Regions from separate parts of the Danio rerio genome. Here region 1 is linked to region 2. The links are chromatin contacts, called in public Hi-C maps. All regions are on one chromosome and are shown on one strand. The core of a region is the stretch at or near the end of the contact, and the rest is flanking DNA. Distances in the headings are between cores, read along the strand shown.

Region 1 (3,499 bases), core at 297-2,796, 75 kb before region 2:
AATTGAATAAACTAATTTGGCCGTAGTGTATGAATGAGTGTGTACGGGTGTTTCCCAATACTGGGTTGCGTCTGAAAGATGTATGTAAAACATACGCTAGAATAGTTGACGATTCATTCCACTGTGATGACCTCTGAAATAGAGACTAAGCCGAGGAAAAAAGAATGAATGAAGTTTGCAACATCATGAAGCATAACAAGCTGTTTTTACAAGAACTAAAAAATCAATGGAAGTGAATGAGACCAGAAGTATTGAGGCAATCAGGTTCCAATGGCTTATGTGAAAGAATAAGATAAATAGCAGGGAAATTTGCAGTTCTTTAAACAAGTACGTACTTGTTTTGTTTTTAAATGTATCAGTGGTTATAAACCAGTCATGTGAATGAATGAAGCACTCATTAAAGCGATAGTTGCCTTTGACTTCCACACTCGTTTTTATTCCTACTGTGGATGTTAATATGGCTGCTTTTTCACCACCATTTCAGAATATCTTTTTGGGATTTTACAGAAGAAATTAATTCAAGTTTATAATCACTTGAGTGTGAGAAAATGGTAAGAAAATTTTCCTTTTTGGGTGAACTACCCCTTTTAAACTATCCCAAATAATTATTTCCATGACAGGTCCAATGCAGTCATTGTACTGGCACAAAAACACATACTTTAATTATCATGATCGACCCCTACTCAAAGACTGTAAAAACTGCATGCATCCCCTACTGCACGCATGCTTATAATAACATTAGCATCGCTGTACTCATCCTAGCATTAGCATAAAGACTGAAGCATACTTTGGGCTTAAAGGATACTCTGGGAAGTGAACTGTGGTTATGTGCTGTAATCATTTTCCTATTGGCTTTATTGTTCCTGCTGTTATTGTAAGCCCTGCTGAGGGCCTGTTTGGACCAATGCCCATGTATGCACGAATAACCTTCCTAAAATGTCCTTTCTTGTTTTACACCTAGATTGCCTGACACCAGGGATCCTTTATTAAATACTAACTAAAGAAAAGGGAAACAATGCAGTAAAATGTGTGTTTATTAATATTGCGATTATGTTGTTATTTCTAATTGCAAAATACTGCAATATTAGCATCTTCCATTATTCGTTAACAATCTCTCTCATATTTATGTTATATAGGTTGTAATAATAAATAAAATAGTTATTTATGTACAAAATATTTCTAAAACACTTTTTCATTAGTACAAGGAACCTTTTGTTTTTATATAACCCTTATTTCTTAGGTTTGTGTAAATAAATATTGCATGTTTTTCCAAAGGTAAAATAGTTATGCAAATATTCATCTACATTTTGCTCAGAATAACTAGCTGCGTTTTTAATTTGACTCTCAAAGGCCTACGTGCTAGTACAACACACCTCGTCCGATGTGATGTTGACGCTAGCAGTGACGCTCGACTCGAGCCAGGTCACTTTAAAGGTTCATGAATATTCAACGTTATTACAAGAAGGTCGTGACCAAAGCCACGCCCCATATGTGGGTTGATTTTTCTAAGCGGTCACGTTGCGTTGCGGCATTGTAACGGGAGGCTTTCGACAGCAGTGCAGCTTTTACATCCCTCTCTCTCTCCTAAGCAGGTAAGATATTGAATTCTTCATTTATAACTAAATATACACAATTATGGGAATAATGTAGCTTAGTTTGAATGACTTGTCATTTCACTGTTTTGTAAACAATCATTTAAATGAGGTTAAATATTTTTAATTCGTTTAAAATTTTATTTATTGTATGAAGTTTCAGCAGTGGAACAAATCTTATGTGCCAGATATCAAATATTAAAGTTAATACGTATCATCCGACAGGTGGTTGTCTGATAAGGCCTCCATCACAGTCTGAATAAAACTTAAACAAGTGTTTAACGTTACATCAGACACATCCATAACATAAACATGTTCTAGTTTCGTAATTTATCTGTAAAATATTCATATTTAAGGTTTATACTTTTAAAAAAGTCCTACATAAAGAGATAAACATCATAATGTTGACATTCATGACATTCAATGTCACCCTGAGCAGGGGTGAAGACTCATTACATCATCATCCTCATCCTTTTCCGTATGTTTGTTTAGAAAACGGCTAACAGAAAACTGGCAAGCCGAACCCATTGTTACACTGTTTACTTCACTAAAAATGCTAATAACGGCCTCATATGCATCTATAGAGATCGATACAGCATCTCGGATGCGGCAGATGTCTACTGAAGGGAGTGTGGCTGATCCGCACGTAGTCATTTCCCTCATCACTAACGTTATAGCTTTAGCCTAGCTGAGATGTGCTAATATTATGTTCTTTAAATGTTTTAAATGCATCCTTACTACATAGGAGGATGTCCGGAAATCATATTAAAATGACGCACATCTAAATGAAGGTGTGTCAGAGATATTTTTTTATGTCAAATGTCCCCATCGGTCGCGTTTACATTCTAATTTTACTGCTACGCAACTAGAACGCTCGCTCGCGTTGCGTCATCGCGTGGAAGAAGGTTTCTACTGAATCACGCGCTGACCATCATCATCATCATCTTCCTGTTGCGTCGTGTAGACGTGCTGAAGATGGTGTCTCTCCTCACTCAGGACACCGCAGGTACATGCGCGTGTAGTGTTGCTCAAGGTTAGACGAACTAAGCTGATGATGAAGACTAAGCCCAGGATGTACAGTCCTCTAAATTGTGTACTTGGCTAATTTGACCTTCTCTATTGTGTTTTTTTTTTCTTTGTATTTTTTGATGTCGTTGAATTTTCCAATGCTATTTTTTTTTGAAGATTATATGACATTTGTGGAGCTTATTATTGGGTTTTTTTTAGTTACTTGTCTCCATGGAGAAAATTATTTTAGAGTGGTTTTATTGAAAATTAATTATAAGTTCAATATAGTGCATTAGTGCCCACCCATTTTCCCCATTTTTTTTTTTTTCTTATGAAGATTTTTTTCTAGCATTAGCCATTAACCAAACCAACCATTAATGGATAAAAAAATCTAAATATTACAGACATGCTATTGAAGCAAAGTACTATGAAAATCAGCAGGAAGGCTGTGGTAAAAGATGATGTGCTTTATGGCTTTAATAGTGAAAAAAAATAAAGAGTTCATTTAAAGATGATGGTTGTGGAGACAGCCTTTTTAAAGTATCAATTTTATTGCAATATATGCATATCTGTGCATATATTTCAGTCATTTTTAGTGTGTCACATTACATTTTTTTTGGTGCAATGTGAGACAGGGCGGGGCTGCAAGTATCTTTATTTTAAACTTTTGCTAGCTGCAATTGGTGGGGTTTCTCATACAGCATTTCAGGTAATGTATTTTTAAAAGCACACATTTTGTTAATAAACAAAAGAATGACTTTCATTAAAGCATATACAGTGCTCAGCATAAATGAGTACACCCCATTTTAAAAATGAATATTTTTATCCCTTTCTTAGTAAATATAGGTTCTATTTTGGTGTGTTTGAACAAGACATATTAATTGAACAGAAATATTTAT
Region 2 (3,410 bases), core at 87-2,586:
TTTAATGATTAAGAACATCTTGCTAACAAAAGTTTGTGTAATGGTTTGTAGGATAGTGTCAAACTATAAAGAATTAAAAGGAAGATTGTTTGGCATTTTACAGCATGATCAGTGGTATTTATACACATACCTTTCTCAGCATGTAAAGTACACCTCTCATAAATCTATCTTTTCAATTCATATTTTTAATATGAAGTTATACAATATTATATTTGTGCATATATAGATTAGTCAGTACTGACGCCAAATTTGGAGCTTATCTAACAAAATAACCTGCGATAATGGTCCAAAAGCTAGTGCACCCAAATTTAGATATTATAATAAAATATTTGATACATATTTTAAAAGGATTTTAAAAAATCATTAGAAGCAAAAAATGTTGTTGAAATTTTATAGTTTGTAAATTATTTTTTAAATAGTTAGCTTGATATTTAATTGTATTATCTTTCATTTTGTAAATATGTTTGGCGACAAATATTGTTTTAATAAATATGTTTAGTAAATCTGTTTTTTTTTAATGCACCAAAATACACTGCGCAAATTCACTGAGAGATGGATAAAAATATTAATTTTCAAAATGGGGTGAAATGAATTATGCTGAGCACTGTATACATGCATGGCAGATTTTTTTAAGTACATAAGCAGTTCACACTGACATTTTAGTTGGTACTGGAAATTATTGTAAATGTATGACATGAAAAAAATGCGATTTATTTAGTGTACTCTGACCTGTAGTGTAAATAATTTAATAATTGTTAAATAATAAGTATCTTTTATTTTGTCTTTGTAGACTAGTTTGCAAGAATATAACTTGCATAAATGGTGAAGCTGCTGTTGGTTAATTACAGTAAGGAAAATGTATTTAACATTTGCCCATGATAACATCTAAAATGTGGGCAGTCAGAAGTATTTTACTATATAGAACGATTTTTTTTTTTCATTTAGACTAATTGGCAGTTGTGTCAAACTAAGAAGTAATAAAATTGGTCAGTTCACAAATGTGAGCAATCAACATAAGGAAATCCTTTTCATAAACCACTAAATCGCATCCAACCTTGTATTTTACAGTGTGGTAAACAAATGGAGTAATATTAAACCTCACAGGAATCGATACCTTTGCCCTCAGGATGTAGGACTGTGAATCCAGACGGGCCCAGGTGCATTGTGGGCCGAAATAAAATGCGGGCAGTGTGAAGCTAGTGGAAAACGCTCGTAACACGCGGGGAGAGGCTCGGCGTCCGCCAATCAGAAGGCCGGTGCAGTGCGGTGGGCGGGGCTTTCTCAGGTTTCGTGACGCGAAGTTGGCTGCGAGTTACGAGCGCCGCCGCATGGGTTGAGTTACGGCTCAAATAGTGGCTAGTGAAGTCAAGCGTGAACAGCGGCTCTCAAAGCCTTATCTAAACAGTATTCCAGTGTTAAAAGCATCAAAAGAGGGTGAGCACTGTTTTTGCCTACTATGCATGACCATATCGCTCGAGAATAAAAATAATGCATTTCAAAATGTACATGAATGTGGGGAAGTTTACTTATTGGTACTGTATTCAAATGAAGCATCGTGGACGCAGCTCTAGCGGCTACCTGTACTTTGCAGCAATTCTGCTTCCCCGTGTAAATCATTGTTGTAATAGTCGATTTTTTGAGAATCTTTTCAGAATGAATAATTAGGGCGGTGGCGTGCAATGAAAGTTAGAAGTGCTCGGCGTCTGAAGAAAAATGTTACGTAATTCTGCCAATCATGAGCGAGCTTTGAGAGCAGATGCTGAGTGAGGAGAACATCATCATCATCACCACCAACGTATGGCTCTGATGGACTGATCTGAATCCAGCCGAAGTCTCTTTAATTTTGACATGACTGTACTTGGGTAAAAGTTGCATATTTTTGCTTTGTAAAATTGGCCACAGCTCTCAACAAATAGTTCTCTCAGCCTTCTATGATTCCCTCACCATGACCTTATCAAAGGCAGACACCTGTGCTGTGTAAATTATTAATTGCACTTCACAGCATAATTTAGTTTCATTCTGCCCAATACAACTTAAAGCACCTTGATGCCTGTGTAACTGTTTAAGATCTTTAGTTATTTTATATATCAATTTAAAAGCACAGTATAGAAGTTTTTACCATAACAGTATTCACACACACACACACACACACACAAAAAACACTAGAACAGTCTTATATAGTTACTTGAATACTTTATCAAATATGTTTTGAAGATTGTTCAAATTCAGGGAAATAAACTTTTGACTAGTGACATTATGATGTCACACACCCTCGATTTTTAATTGATTTTGTAGAAAACGGGGAAACGCCAAAGATACTTAAATATGTTTAATATTAAGCTTCCCAGAGCCACATTATAACAGAATCCTAAAATAAATATAGTATGACTGATCGCTGATTCTTCCCCACATGTTCATGACCAGAAGAATCTAAAGCGCTGGACTGTGGCATATTAAAAAATCATTTGTTATTGTGCTGCTTTGCGCTCATCTCTCGTCAGTAATTGCTTCAGCATCCTTTTTTTGTTTTGAAAGCTTTCAACCTCATGGGCCGTTCACACCAAACATCATTTTCGGCTCTGCTCATTTTTAACGCGAGGCTTGCCACACTGCTTTTTTGTTTACTTTAGAATAGAGCAGTGTGCTGCATTTTTTTATGTTGCTAAGCAACCGGTTTTGGTGCTGGAGCACATGACATTGGGTGTGTTTTCAACTGCAGGCGCACAGAGCGCTCCATCAAAAATGCAAGGTGTCTGGTGTGCATATACAGAGTGTAAAACGCTCGCTACCTATAATAAAAAACTATTTTAACACCAAAGCCATTTAAAAAAAAAGATGCCTCTTACTTAAAATAAACACTTTCTCTGTTATTGAGGCTATACACTGCTTCATTTAGCTCATCCATGAATATTATTTCAACATGACTATTGTAGGATGTATTGAAGACAGCAACTCCCATAATTCCACTCTGTCACAGCTTCATCAATCAAAATTATTGTCTCTAAACGATCTGATAATCAGTTTGGCCAATATTTTTGCAGATATTCTTGATTTTATTTCAGTTATCATGTATGCTGATGAAAGGGGGAAATAATCTATTTGTGAACATTCAGAATTTATATATTTGGCTTGTCAGTAATAGTAATGGTTATTAAACAAATTATATAATAAAAATATATTTTATTTAATATATTTGTCAAAGCAATTCAGTTATTGTACTTATTGGCAATAGGGTATATGCGGAAGGACTTTTAATTTATCAGTATCCTGGGTTAAGCGCTTCCGGTGAACTCTATGCCATTACAAAATTGTTGTGTTGAAGTTTGTTTTCTATAAAAAATAGCAATTTTCACGGCCTGAGTGGTATCCAATTTAAAGTGACTCTCAGATTGTACAAGAAGCACTGCATT

Evidence for each region. Hi-C and Micro-C count contacts between places; a contact is called where the count stands out from the background.
Region 1: a contact with region 2 is called in a Hi-C map of hematopoietic stem cells, with 2.1 times the contacts expected there. The contact joins the promoter of aldocb here to the promoter of dynll2b in region 2. A contact is called at or near these places in 1 of 18 Hi-C or Micro-C datasets (hematopoietic stem cells) and 1 of 4 datasets of contacts at active chromatin or transcription factors (embryo).

What each region holds. Positions count from the first base shown.
Region 1 is chr21:42,916,595-42,920,093 of GRCz12tu, reverse strand. It overlaps aldocb (aldolase C, fructose-bisphosphate, b), which reads left to right and starts at 1,546. Exons shown (of 9, transcript NM_194384.1): 1 at 1,546-1,592.
Region 2 is chr21:42,841,905-42,845,314 of GRCz12tu, reverse strand. It overlaps dynll2b (dynein, light chain, LC8-type 2b), which reads left to right and starts at 1,336. Exons shown (of 3, transcript NM_001030000.2): 1 at 1,336-1,434.